Regions from separate parts of the Gossypium arboreum genome. Here region 2 is linked to region 1. Evidence: chromatin contacts called from public Hi-C data. All regions are on one chromosome and are shown on one strand. Each heading gives the region's core, a stretch centred on a gene start, on an enhancer-like site or on the middle of the called end of the contact. The rest is flanking DNA. Distances are from core to core; before and after follow the strand shown. Region 1 holds the start of LOC108477801 (cytochrome P450 703A2). Region 2 holds the start of LOC108477019.

Evidence for each region. A called contact is a pair of places that touch in the nucleus more often than the background predicts.
Region 2: a contact with region 1 is called in a Hi-C map of leaf, with 3 times the contacts expected there. The contact joins the promoter of LOC108477019 here to the promoter of LOC108477801 in region 1. A contact is called at or near these places in 2 of 5 Hi-C or Micro-C datasets (both in leaf).

Annotation. Positions count from the first base shown.
Region 1 is chr12:91,153,674-91,157,622 of ASM2569848v2, reverse strand. It overlaps LOC108477801 (cytochrome P450 703A2), which reads left to right and starts at 1,970. Exons shown (of 2, transcript XM_017780293.2): 1 at 1,970-2,910; 2 at 3,329-3,949. The coding sequence starts at 1,975.
Region 2 is chr12:91,344,129-91,348,077 of ASM2569848v2, reverse strand. It overlaps LOC108477019, which reads right to left and starts at 1,884. Exons shown (of 2, transcript XM_017779429.2): 1 at 1,180-1,884; 2 at 1-298. The coding sequence starts at 1,752. The coding sequence ends at 224.

The DNA.
Region 1 (3,949 bases), core at 721-3,220:
CCACTTTTAACTCGATAAGTGAAGTTAAGGAATATTGGGGAAATTATATATAAGATCTGTGTTGAAGTCATATGTAGGCATCTTAAATGCCTAATTAAAATTTTTTTACAACTTTTTAATAATTTTTGTTTATTTTTATATCATATTTATTATACTTGATAAATATATTATTCTAATTTTATTTTTGAGAAATTTTATGTTAGAATTTTTTTATTATTTTTATTTGCCTAATTGGGAAATCACATCTTCGTGCCTCGTACATAAGAGAAAATAAGCTACGCTACACTAGATCTGTGATTTAGTCAAATTTGGCATACCTTTAAAAGTTAACAGGAATTAGATGAGTTAGTTTCTGATTTAACGGTTGAACCGCAAAATCAAACTCATTACTTTTTTATTTAACCGTTGAACCAATTGATTTAATTTTAATTTACAATTTATGGAATGATATAAATATTAACTTTCAAATATATTATCGGAATTATTTCAACTCTGATTTCCATTCTATTATTTGCTTACCTTTAATTTCTTTAGAATTTTCTTTCTATTAAAATTGATATATAGCGTAATTAGATAATTAGTGTTTTTTTATATATCAAAAGAATAAATTATATTTTAATTGTGTCAGGGATGGTGGTTTTCTAGTAAACTCTAATGATAGAATTGGACCCTTATTGAAATATAATACTCATGTAGGAGAAGTATTTGTATCGTACGACAGTTTAGCTTTTCTAAATGGGATTGTTTTGGGTGCAAATAATTTGTTTATTCTAGTAACTAAATCAATAAAGAAAATGAATTTTAGAGTTTAGTATTCACAATCTGAAAACAGCTTCCAAAGTTAATAAAAATTAATAAATTAATTTTTAATTTAATCGATTCAATCACAAAAATTCAATTTATTAAATTTTTATTTAATTAGTTGAACCAATTTATTTGATTTTGATTTACAATATATGGAATGGATATAAATAATAACTTTCAAAAATATTATCAGAATTATTTTTAACTTTCATGTAATTTATTTAACCAAATGTTAAACATTAGTTCAGAAAAAAAAGTTTTGCAATTATTTCAATAAAGTTAACTACTAATATTATCATTTGGACCTACTAATAACATTATAAATTAGAACACCATTAAGGTAATAATTTTTTTTCGCTCAGTCGATAGGAATTTATTAATAAGAGAAAGACGTTGATAAATGCCAACCTCTCCCATAAATATATTACAAAAACTACAGAATAACCATTCAAAGTAGAGCACTCTTGGCGTGAAACATCCAACTCTTACACAAACAAACAAATTGTTGAAAAATAGAACTCAAATCATCACCCCTCAAAACAGTAAATACATAAGAGTAAGAGTGAAATAAGATAGAAAAACACAGGACTCCTCACCTGTTAGTAGTAATAGCATCAGCCATTCCATTACTGAGAACAAATGCGAATGTTATCATATGGTGCTAATGTTATGTAATGTTATTCAGTTTTGTCTTGATGTTGTCATGTTTTCGGCTGCTTAGTGTTTCTTGGCCTGTTAATGCGGCAACAATGTGTATGTACTGGTATTCATCACTATTAATACATTTTTTTCTATTTTTCAAAAAAAATATCGATGAAAATATCTTTAGCACCATCCAGCATCTTGCTCTTAAATTCTTCACACTAATATATGAACTTTTTTTTAAACCAGAATTTCGTATCAACAAATTATAAAATTAAATGGTAAATTGTAAATAAAAATTGAAAATCAAATGCATTATTAACTACATGCAAATACCATTTTCTTTGTGGTAAGAGAACACAACGGATCATAACATATATCACCCTTCACCAACCTAGCAGGGCCTTGCTATCACAAGCTTCGGCATGTCAAGAATGTGGAACTCAACATTAAACTATATTTTTTTTGGTGCATATCTTTTGTTATTTATATGATACCATAGAAACCCATATTTTTTCCCTTGATAACATGGAATTATTCACCTTTGCTTTGGCCCTTCTGGTCGGAGCTCTTGTTGTAAACGCCTTATGGCGATGGCGGTTCGACCGGAAATCGTTGTTTAAGACTAGAAAACTTCCTCCAGGTCCACCAAGGTGGCCTATAGTTGGCAATCTTCTTCAATTAAGCTCACTCCCACATAGGGACTTAGCTTCCTTATGTGACAAATACGGTCCACTAGTTTACCTCCGGCTCGGTAAGGTAGATGCCATCACCACGAATGACCCAGATATCATACGTGAAATACTTCTTCGCCAAGACGAAGTCTTTGCTTCTAGGCCACGAACCCTAGCTGCCGTCCACCTTGCCTATGGGTGTGGCGATGTTGCCTTGGCTCCCTTAGGCCCGCATTGGAAACGTATGAGAAGAATATGTATGGAGCATTTACTAACAACAAAAAGGCTTGAATCATTCGCAAAACACCGAGCCGACGAAGCTCAACATTTGGTGCGAGATGTAACGGCCCGAGCCCAGAACGGGCAGCTCGTAAACCTAAGGGAAGTATTGGGTGCGTTTTCAATGAACAACGTGACTAGGATGTTACTAGGGAGGCAATATTTCGGGGCCGTATCTGCCGGCCCAAGTGAAGCCATGGAGTTCATGCACATAACACATGAATTGTTTTGGCTCTTAGGTGTGATCTATTTGGGGGATTATTTGCCCATTTGGAGGTGGGTGGATCCTTATGGATGTGAGAAAAGGATGAGGGAAGTAGAGAAAAGAGTGGATGATTTCCATAAAAGGATCATTGAAGAACATAGGAGGGCAAGGGAATTGAAAAACAAAGAATATGGAAAGGATGGTGATTATGGTGAAGAAATGGATTTTGTTGATGTTTTATTGTCATTACCTGGTGAAGATGGAAAGCCTCATATGGATGATACTGATATCAAAGCTCTAATTCAGGTTCCATCATCCTCTTTCATTTATTCTTTTACAATTCTATATTCCAAATTAAAAGAATTAGAATTTAGGGTTAATTGCATCATACATCCTTAAACTATAATTCAAGTACTAAATTAATCTTTTTAACTTCAAAACGTTTGAATTGAATTATGAAAGTGTCAATATTGTATCCAAATTAAATGATAACTCAAATCTAAAACTATATTTAAAATATGTAAATCAAATTGAAATACAAATACATATTCCAAGCAACTATTTTCAATATCAATTTAAACCTACTAATAATAGTATAAAAATATAAGATCAAATTACATAAAATAAAAGTTTAGAATTAAATCATAAATTTCATCATATTGAGGAACTAAACTACATTAGACCTTTTATTTTAGCTCTAATTTTACAATTTTGTTTCTTTTAGGATATGATAGCTGCGGCAACAGATACATCGGCTGTGACCAACGAATGGGCAATGGCGGAAGTAATAAAGCATCCACATGTCCTCTGCAAAATCCAAGATGAGCTTGATTCAGTCGTGGGTCCTAACCGAATGGTCAACGAATCCGATCTACCTCACCTTAACTACCTACGCTGCGTAGTACGTGAAACATTCCGCATGCACCCTGCCGGACCGTTTTTAATCCCACACGAGTCCCTTCAGGCAACCACCATCAACGACTTTTACATCCCGGCTAAGACACGTGTCTTTATCAACACCCATGGGTTGGGCCGAAACACTAAATTATGGGATGACGTTGAATCGTTCAGGCCCGAGAGGCATTGGCTGGCTGATGGCGCTCGAGTCGAGATCAGCCACGGAGCCGATTTTAAAATCCTGCCTTTCAGTGCCGGGAAAAGGAAATGCCCCGGCGCACCACTTGGAGTGACGCTGGTGCTCATGGCTTTGGCTCGGCTCTTTCATTGCTTTGATTGGGCTCCCCCGAATGGTATGAGGCCCGAAGATATAAATACAATAGAAGTTTATGGGATGACTATGCCCAAAGCCGAGCCGTTAATGGCTATGGCTAAGCCGCGCTTGGTG
Region 2 (3,949 bases), core at 635-3,134, 190 kb before region 1:
CATAGTCATATTTATACATGCAAAAGATTACCATTACAGCCATAGCCATAGCCATCCAAATAAAAGTAGATATATATTACATTTAATTAGTCACTTTCATTTACAGGAAAATATCAAGCTGCTTAAATGGATTAATATTTTGACCACTACTGCAGCCTACACAGGTAATTCTGTTCATTTCAACCTCATGTTATAAAATAGGGCTTGCCTTGGATTAGAAAGATCAGGCCATAAACCTATCCTTCTTTCCCCTTTTGCTCCATGTAACCACTTGCTTTAAGCCTTGATAGATACTTCCCTGTCAAGTCCAAACACCAAATCAAACAACTTTTCTAGGATGTAGTAGTGTAAGAATTAAAAACAAAACAATAAAAACTTTTTATTGAAACCAGGACAGGGACTGAAATGAATAAATAAACACAATTGAAATCCATAACCATAAATAAGGCGAAAATGAGGTAGGTGCATGCCTACAAATCTAGAAAAATTTGCCGGTGGAACACTTAATTTTACCCCTGTCCTTCCTATCCTACGGCAACCAAACCCTGCCCATCATAGCAAAATAGCAGTACAGATAATTTATTGCCCTATATGTATTGTTCATTTCTCTATAAAGTTGTGACTTTAAAGCAAGACTATTCTTTTAAAAAATTGCACCATAATGAAAAAATATCATAATAACAAAGTGTTCGATTTCTGGTTTTATGGTTTAATCCATTTACCTATTTAGTAGGTTGAAATTGATGATAAAGTAAGTTCCTTTCATCAAATAATGACATGGATCAGACGTTCAGGTATTCAGAGCTACGTGCATATTCAATCAATCAAAAACTTAAATTTGTTTTTTTTAAATAAAAAATATGTTTATAAAATATTAATATAAATTACAAATAATATTTTGGTTAGAATGTTAAATTCCAAATATAGAAAATTATAATGGTATATTTTTGATATAAAATATATAAAATGACAAAATTACTTTCAAAACAATATAATTTACGTGTTAACTGGACACGTAACACCAATCCATTTAAGTGTTTAATTTGTAATATAGATTGTAAAAGCAAAGTAACAAATTAGGCTAATTAAAGTAGGGGACTAAACCCAAATTTCAGCATAACAGAGGGACTAAAATCATAATTAAACCTATGTACAAAGGAAACAAAGAGAAAAACTTACCCAGAAATGAGATTTGGAACGAGAAAGAGTGTTAAAGCTGCTACCATATTCATCTCCAAAAGATGGGAACACATCCTTTCTTCGAGAACCAAGAAACCCTTTATCTCTCTTCACTCTCTTGCTACTAACCACCATGGCACCACCACCACCACCACCGTGCACCACCATATTCTCAGGACTAAAACTACCACTACGAAACGACCCATAACACTCATTTCCTATCCTAAAAGAAGAAGACTGAAACCTAGCCTTGCCCATATAAGGACCATCCAACACCGTGGTCGGCGAATAAAGCTTGCCGCCGGCGATGTTCTTAGCAGCATCCAGTATCAGCAACCTAGGAGGCAGTTCCAAGCACTTTCGACCCAAGTCATAAGTAGTGGTGAGTGTTGTTGTGCAACATGGTTTGGGTTTCCCTGGTTCTTCTTCCCATCGGAACGGAACCGAGGCTAAAGCATGGTGTGGTGGGGTTAAAACCCATTGTTTTTCCGGTGATTGCATGTGTGCATGTGGGGATGAAAATAATGGTAGCTTTGATGTGGAACTCCATTCTTTCTCTGCTTTGGATCCCATGGTTTCTTTGTATAAATAAAAATGGTGACTAAAAATGATTTGTTTATATAAGCAAAAAGGAGTGGCGACGAGTTTTTAACGTATGAAAAGGGGAGACGAAGGAAAGTCATGACATAGCAAAAGGGTTATAAGTCCACGGACGTTTTTATATATTATCAAAAGTCTATAAAGATAACTTCTTTGTAAAATTAATTTCCAACCCTAACCATTGCTATACTCTCATATTGCATTTTCCCCCCAATCTTTGGTTATTTTATCAGTAATGTTAGTTTTAATGGTACATATAGATAAAATTTTAACAGAAAAAATTAATATGTTATTTGATTTAATGTATAGAAACTAATTTATCTTTTTTAAGTAAAAGAAAAATAATACAATTTGAATCCTAACACAAGTCTCTATAATACTTTAATGTAATCAATGTATACTTAATGGCATAATTTTGCTAAAATTTTGTCAATTTTTCTTAAATTTATTAATTTTTAAATATTTTTAAGAAGTATACATGAATTGCTATATGAGTGGTTATGTTAGTGCTATTAAAAGAAAACAAATTGACTAAATTTTAAATGTTGAGACCCAAAGTGATCCCAAAAAAATTAGGACTAAAGCGATAAAAAAAGTAAATTAATATTAAAAAAATAAATGAATGATTATTCCACAATGCTTTTGAAACACAGTCTTTAACCCAAATGCTAAACTTTATTACTTATGAACATAAGATTCATCAATTTATCTGTATAAACCATATTCATTAATTCTAAATGTACAAACTTAACGAAAAATTAATTATCATTCATTAATGCACAATGTTCAATTAATCCTCATAAATTTATGACCTTTTTGTTGGTTAAGAAAACATACATGTGCAAAAAAATCATAGATTCAATGCATCTTTTTTCAAAAAAAACATGCCATTAAACACTTTTTATGTACCTTCAACAACAAGTTTGGCGGATCAGTGTCAAGCCTGAGTTGGAAAGTTTAATGGCGTTTTCATACAGATTGTTGTTCCGTATCTGTCACATGCTAAGAAATTGAATTATTTACATTTTTCATTAATGGAAATGTCTCATATGGAGACCATAATTTGACAGTCTTAATTGCTTCTCTGGGAAGTTTGATTTTGAAGGTGAAATTGAATTATAAAATTTTAAAAATTGGAGTGTAATTTTATTGTGTATTTATTTATAATTTTATGAATTTTAATAGATTAACTTATTTTTTTTATTTTGAGGATAAAGCATAATTTTGCTATATATTACTTTATAATTAAATCATTTTTGAAAGGATTAAATAATAAATTTTCTACTTTGGGGCCAAGGTTGTTTCTTATTGCAACTAATGTTGATATATACTTTATTTATTTTTGTTGCATCTATAATCACAAAGTATAATTTTATCATGTATTAATTTATAATTTTATTATTTTAATGGAATTAAATAGTTTTTTTTCATTTTAAGGGTAAATTTTAATTTTTCATTTATTAACTTACAATTTCATCATCTATGAAAGAATTAAACAACAATTTTTTCATTTTTGAGTCAAAGCCCTTACTGTCCCTCCTGATGTTGCCTCTTATTACAGCCAAATATATATATATATATATATATATATATATATATATATTTTGAGACCAACTAGTATCGATAATCTTATTAAGTTCAAATTAAATCCAAAGTTAAGTCAGGTCAAACTCTTAAATGAGAAGTAAAATTCTCTCAACATTGTTTTCTGAATCCAAGACTCGAAAAACATATGGGACATCAAATTCTTTGACACTTAACTTACTAAAATTGGCGATATATATATATAACAAGAGTTAAGTGTAATAGTAAGTTATATTACACTAAATTTAAGTTCAAATATTAAAATAATATTATTGAAAAGACAATTATAAACTCAAATTGTAAAATAAATACAAAAGATATTTCGATTATATTAATATAATATAATTTTTAACCGTGGGGATTTTGTCTATGGGTAGTAATTGCAAATAGTTAGGCTTAGTTTACAGGTTTGGTAGCAAAAGGAAGACAGAAGGTGACTAAAAGCAGAGGATGAGAAGACTCTATATCCATCGTAAATAATTCAAAGTCAAAAAGGTAGAAAAAAAGGTGGAAGGATTAATTTAATAATATGATTTTTCTATATAAAGACAAAGCTTATTAAAGAGAGTGGTTGAATTATGTGGAA